Regions from separate parts of the Zea mays genome. Here region 2 is linked to region 1. The links are chromatin contacts, called in public Hi-C maps. All regions are on one chromosome and are shown on one strand. The core of a region is the stretch at or near the end of the contact, and the rest is flanking DNA. Distances in the headings are between cores, read along the strand shown. Region 1 holds the start of LOC100191893. Region 2 holds the start of LOC100192678.

Region 1 (2,707 bases), core at 71-2,570:
CTAATATGTATATTTAGTTTATAATTAAATTATATTTAATACTTCTACTAGACAAGTATATATGAAACAGGGCCTAAATAAAATATTGCATTGGTGTATATATGGAACTCTTCTTTCTTTCTCTGGGTATGGTTTGAGGGAGACGAAGGGTGAGAATTGGTCGGAGCTAGCAAGTAGGGCCAGATGAAATACTCGTCGGTTTGGCTCGGTACCTTTGAAATTTTTTACGAGCTAAGCTAATATACCGGCTCGATTTGTTAATGAACCAACTTTGTTTGTTAACGAGCCGACTCATGAGCTAACGTGTATATGAATTATGAATTTGTAATGAATTGATGAGTAGTGAGCCGTGTTAACTTGGTGTTGAATTGATGTGGTTGTGTTAACTTGGTGTTGAATTGATGTGGTCCGTAAAATCGTGAGCTATAGTTACTATTTTTGTTGTTAAACTGATTTGAAATTAACTAGAAATTGATTTTTATATGCATACGGTTTGAACTCAACAAACTGAGCCGATTTAACTCTCTGAATCGGTTTCTTAGCAAGCCAACTCAAACTCGCAAGATCCAAGCCGGTCTGAATCAATATTTAGTTCTACTAGCAAGCATGACCATGCGTGCGGCCGAAGAGAAAGAGAGTGGACCGAAGTGGGGCAAGGACGGAGTAGACGCGAGTAGGGAGAGCTGATGAGGGCGGGTGGGGCACGGCTGGTTGATGCAAGCGAGCGAAGTAAACGATGTTAGGAAGTAGAGTTCGTAAATGAAAAATAACGAATCGGTATATATCTAATAAGTGTTGGTAGAGATATATCGGCTCCATTAAACTTCTTTAACAAGCTTGGCGAATCTAGTCACTACATTTGTTTGTATTGGGTGAATCTAGACTTGGTGGATCTGAAACGTTTAACCAACTTTTTTGTAGAGTAAAATTGTTTTCGATTTTAGTTGGTGAAGTTGTCTGAAACATAATCTAACAACTGACAATATAAAGGAAGAAATGGTTTAGGATTATAGATCTATATTAAAAATGAATTGCCTAATTTTCTGTCCCTTCCTTTATGGCGTAAGGATCGTTTTAGATAGTAAATAGTAGTAGAGTTGAGTTTAAAATAGTAAATACGATAGAGAATGACATAGCCCATGATACAAATGGTAGTGACAAGGGAGTGATCGCTTTCCCTTTTCTTTTTTCTTCCTCTGAATCTGAATACGATATCAGAAAAGCAAACGATGATAACATTGTTGTTAGTAGGTACAGTGCGTACTAGTGGTTTTGGTGTTTGGGCAGTTTGGCAGAGGGTAGGGTTCATTTCACTCATCACGGACCGACCGGCGACCGCACCCAATGCAAGCAATTTTTGCGGACAGGGGGACCTTCCTCTTCTTCTTCCTCGTCCCCGGCCCCTGCCCCTCTCCCCTGCGGAGACGGAGCGCCACCTTCCTCACCTTCTAGAAAGAACTAGAACCCTCCCTCCAGAACCTTGAAGACCAGCCCAGACCAGACCAGCCCCGAAGCTCTCCGCCGGCCCCGCCCTTGACGACATGAAGCACCAGCCGCCGCGCCGCTGGGGCGTCGTGGCGGCGGTCGTCGCACTCGTCCTCCTCGCCTGCCTCCAGATCCAGTACCACCACCTCAAGGTCGCCCTCTTCCCTCCCTCCCTCCTCCGTCCACGCCCGTCTTTCCATTTTTAGCTCTCTCTCTCGCTTATTTCTTCACCCTCGCCCGCTGCTCTCAACCCGGGGATAATACACATGCTGCTGTATCTTATCTTCAGGTGGATCTCGGCAAGGCCGGCTTTGCCTCTGCCACGCAAGAGAATAACGCGATCCGCAGCCGCAATCGCATTCGCTGGGGCCCCGACAGGAACGGCGCCCACTCCTTGCCGCGCGGGATTGTCCACCGCCACTCCGACATGTCCCTCCGCCCGCTCTGGGAGGACGACACTGCTTCCACCCACAAGGTACTATACCCACAGTCTTTCGCTTTCTGGTTTCTGCTTTTGGTTGCTCACTGCTTCTAACAGATCAGTTCATGCTTCGCTCGCGACGAATTATCGCTACTTGCATATGGCAACGGTAATCGTCTGGTCAATCGATAGCAAATAAAGAATACAAGGCGATAGGTCACCGGTAGAAGCTGAAGCATGTCGTTGAGTCACCGCTACCGTCTTGTTCAAACCATTCTCAATTTCAACAAACAAACAAACAAACAAACCATCCTCAACTAAAGATCCCGTTCATCCATGATCCATGTACATATAACATGATGTGCCGGTTACTCGTTGGACTACTAGTTGTTCTCACATCTTGTTATCTGTTCTGCCTACTTCATTTCCTTCCATACTCTGCGCGCAGAATAAAAACAGTGACTACAGTGCTCTCCTCGCCATGGCAGTCGGCATCTCCCAAATAAAAAACATTGACACTATGGCCCGTAAGGTCTGCATGCTTCTCCTTTCTCTTACGCTTAGCTGACCATGTTGTTCAGTAAAAGAGAATAGAGCTTCACTAAATACGATCTGTTACCGTTTGCTTTCTTCAGTTTCTGAAGGAAAACTATGCAGTCATGCTCTTCCATTATGATGGAAATGTAGATGGATGGCGTCATCTTGAGTGGAGTGATAAGGCCATACACATCCTTGCTCACAACCAAACAAAATGGTAAACTTTATGAAAGTACATTGATCTGTTATATATGGTAGCTGCAA
Region 2 (2,793 bases), core at 90-2,589, 190 kb before region 1:
CGGCTTTAGCTGCTGCAGAACCCGGAAGCAGCAGTGCAGCACAGCGCTGGCTCTTCTTTCTTGTAACGAGGGCTTTTTTTTTTCTTGTACAATCGTGCATTCCCACCATGTTGATTTTCAAGAAAGATGCTTGCTCTTTTTCATTCACTTGTATTAATCGATTCAACCACACGTTCCATACAAGAAAAAAAAAGGTCATATTGCATTGTATTGCAAGATATTGTTTGAGCTTCTTGTCAGCATAAAAAGCTAGAAGCTAATACATCATTCAAAACTCAAAAGTTATCATTAGCCCTCCTCCCCTCGCTTGCTAGTTGCTACAAAGCTCCTCACGGTTATAACCAGCGGCCATGGTAGTTGAGCTCTGATATGCACGATGACAGCGCCTCCCTCACCATCTTGTTGTCTGCTTCCACATACAGCACATCTTCGAACAAGCTCTTCGCCTGCTCCAGAAGCCTTATCTTCTCACCGTTGCTCCGAGGCCGCAGATGGGAGCGCTGCTGCAACGCAGTGCCCCATCTGTAGAGAGCTGCAACAGTTCGTCGTCACTAATAATACTAAAAACACATGGTTAACGACAGAGCATTCTTGTCAAACCAAACCTTCTGGAGCATAAGTGTTGCTCCTCGACAACATGGCGTCGAACTTGTCGATTGCAGCTAGATACACCCGGTCAGCGTCGGCTGCTGCTTCCTGCAGCATGATGATGTATCGATTATATAAGCAGCTTGAGTTCCTAGAGCAAAGATTTCATCATACCGGTCCGATGTCAGCGAGCAATTGTGCCCGGAAAATAAGTGCCAGCCCCCAGTTGTACAATGCCTTGGCGTCACCTGAATCGATGGAGAGGGCCATCCTGTAGCTTCTGCCGGCCTCGACAAGGAGGCTCTCGCATTCCTCGCATACATCCACAAGAGCGGATGAGATGCTCTCTCTGCTTACCATCCTCCTGTCTACCTTCCTGGACCGTGGAGCACGCTCTCTTCCGTTCAGAAAGGCGCCGCTGCTGGCCAAGAGTGTCCTCAGCTCGCGACTAACCTTGAGCTTGAGCTCTCCGTGGAGGAGGTACGTGTTCCCTAGCTGACCCACTGCTACCAGGCTTGTTGGCCTCAAAGCCACAGCTGTGGAAAGGAGCCTAGCTGATTTGTACAGCAGTGCGTCTGCGGTCTCTTCGTCAGCCATGGATGCCCTGGCCTTCCTCAGGATCTCCGCAGCTTCCTTGACGTTTCGGCTAAACTCCTCGCCATCTGAATCAGCAGCACTGGCGGCGCTTTCATCGTCACCATATACAGGAGGATGCGCTTCGCTCATCACACCGATCTTGAGCCTGTAGGACCTGTCCCGGATTTCAAGCGTCCTCTCCAGCAAAGATGATGACTCGTCGGAAAACCTGCCTTCAAACGGGGGGCCATCAGGGTCACGCCGATGCCTGTGCTTGGACACCAGTCTCTCCAGCGTGGCCTGAGCACCGGTCCCTGCATCCTTGGATCCATTGTCATCCTCGTCAAACTGCAACATGCCAAGCGGCCTTCCATTTGCATCATCGACTGCAGATGGATCAAATGCAAAAGGCTGCTGTTGCAGAGTAGAGTCCACGGGCTTATTGCTCCCAATTTCCTGTTGCTGTTGAGCAGCCCGGTTGTTGGGATTGGCCGCGGCTTGAACATCTGAACTGTTGTTGCCTTTTGCAGGCTTCTTCCTTGGCGGGCTGAGGCTGAGGTCCCGCACGGCGTGGCGAGCCCAGGCACCGAGATAGTCGGCGACCTCCCCGAGCGGTCCGAGCGCGTCTGACATGGTGCGGCCGGTGTCGCCCTGTTCGGCGGCCACTGTGGCGGCGTCGGCGACAGCATCCCGCAGGCGATCGACGGCCTGGACGAGGAGACCCGGGTGGGCGTCGGAGACCAGCTGCTCCCTCAAGGCGCGGGCATGGGCGTCGAGATCGGCGAGGAGGGCGGAGAGGCGGCCGGGGGACTGTGCCTGCGCTGAGGAGGACAGGTGCCTGGCTGCGAATCCAGCGGTAAAGGCGGCCGCGAGGAGGGGGAGGGGAGGTAGGCGGGCGAGGGAGAGGGAGAGGGCGATGGCGGCGGCGGGGAGGAGGACGAGGAGGCCATGCGTGGTGGGCTGCAGCGGGAAGGATAGGGGGAAGGGAAAAGGGGTGTCGGGCGCCGCGGCGAGGTCGGCCCAGCCGTTGTACGCCGATGCCGACGCCGACGGGGAGGAGGACGCAGAAGGAGATCGGAGACAGCTGAGGCGAGGCGGGATGGACGTGGGTGGAAGCGACCTCCTCGTCCTCAACGGCAAGAAGAGGGGCCGTGTGGCGAGGAGGCTCCGGCTAGAAGGGGAGGAACTTGCAGCCATCGGACAGGAGGATAGGACTGGAGAGGACGGGGATGCACATGCACACCAGGCTCCAAGTGAAAGACCATCTGCTACTGCTCCTCCAATCCAACCAAGTGAATTGCTTCAAACCAAATATCTCCAATTTCGAATCATATAGCACTCTAGCCTTATTTCAAATCAAATTTATCCAACTTTAAAGCATAATCTTATATAAGAAAACAGACCAGCATCTAATAAACCTTCCATAAAATAGGACGTATAGATGTTGATATACTTTTTAACATTTGGTCTAAGTAAAAGAGGCTTGGCTCAAAGCAAAGATAAAATGATCCATAAGTTGGAATAAAGCAAGCAGAATTTGCGAGATTTATCAAATCTTATTTAAAAACAAGAAAAAACATCAAATTACAACCAGTCAGGGTGCATCTTGAATGAACAAATTCAACAAGA

The links. Hi-C and Micro-C count contacts between places; a contact is called where the count stands out from the background.
Region 2: a Hi-C map of ear shows a contact between it and region 1, with 2.9 times the contacts expected there. The contact joins the promoter of LOC100192678 here to the promoter of LOC100191893 in region 1. A contact is called at or near these places in 16 of 25 Hi-C or Micro-C datasets (bundle sheath, ear, endosperm and 6 more) and 1 of 3 datasets of contacts at active chromatin or transcription factors (seedling).

What each region holds. Positions count from the first base shown.
Region 1 is chr5:67,192,760-67,195,466 of Zm-B73-REFERENCE-NAM-5.0, reverse strand. It overlaps LOC100191893, which reads left to right and starts at 1,320. Exons shown (of 12, transcript NM_001137317.2): 1 at 1,320-1,637; 2 at 1,775-1,960; 3 at 2,355-2,438; 4 at 2,542-2,660. The coding sequence starts at 1,542.
Region 2 is chr5:67,387,675-67,390,467 of Zm-B73-REFERENCE-NAM-5.0, reverse strand. LOC100192678 reads right to left here and starts at 1,339. Exons shown (of 1, transcript NM_001137885.1): 1 at 142-1,339. The coding sequence starts at 1,314. The coding sequence ends at 757.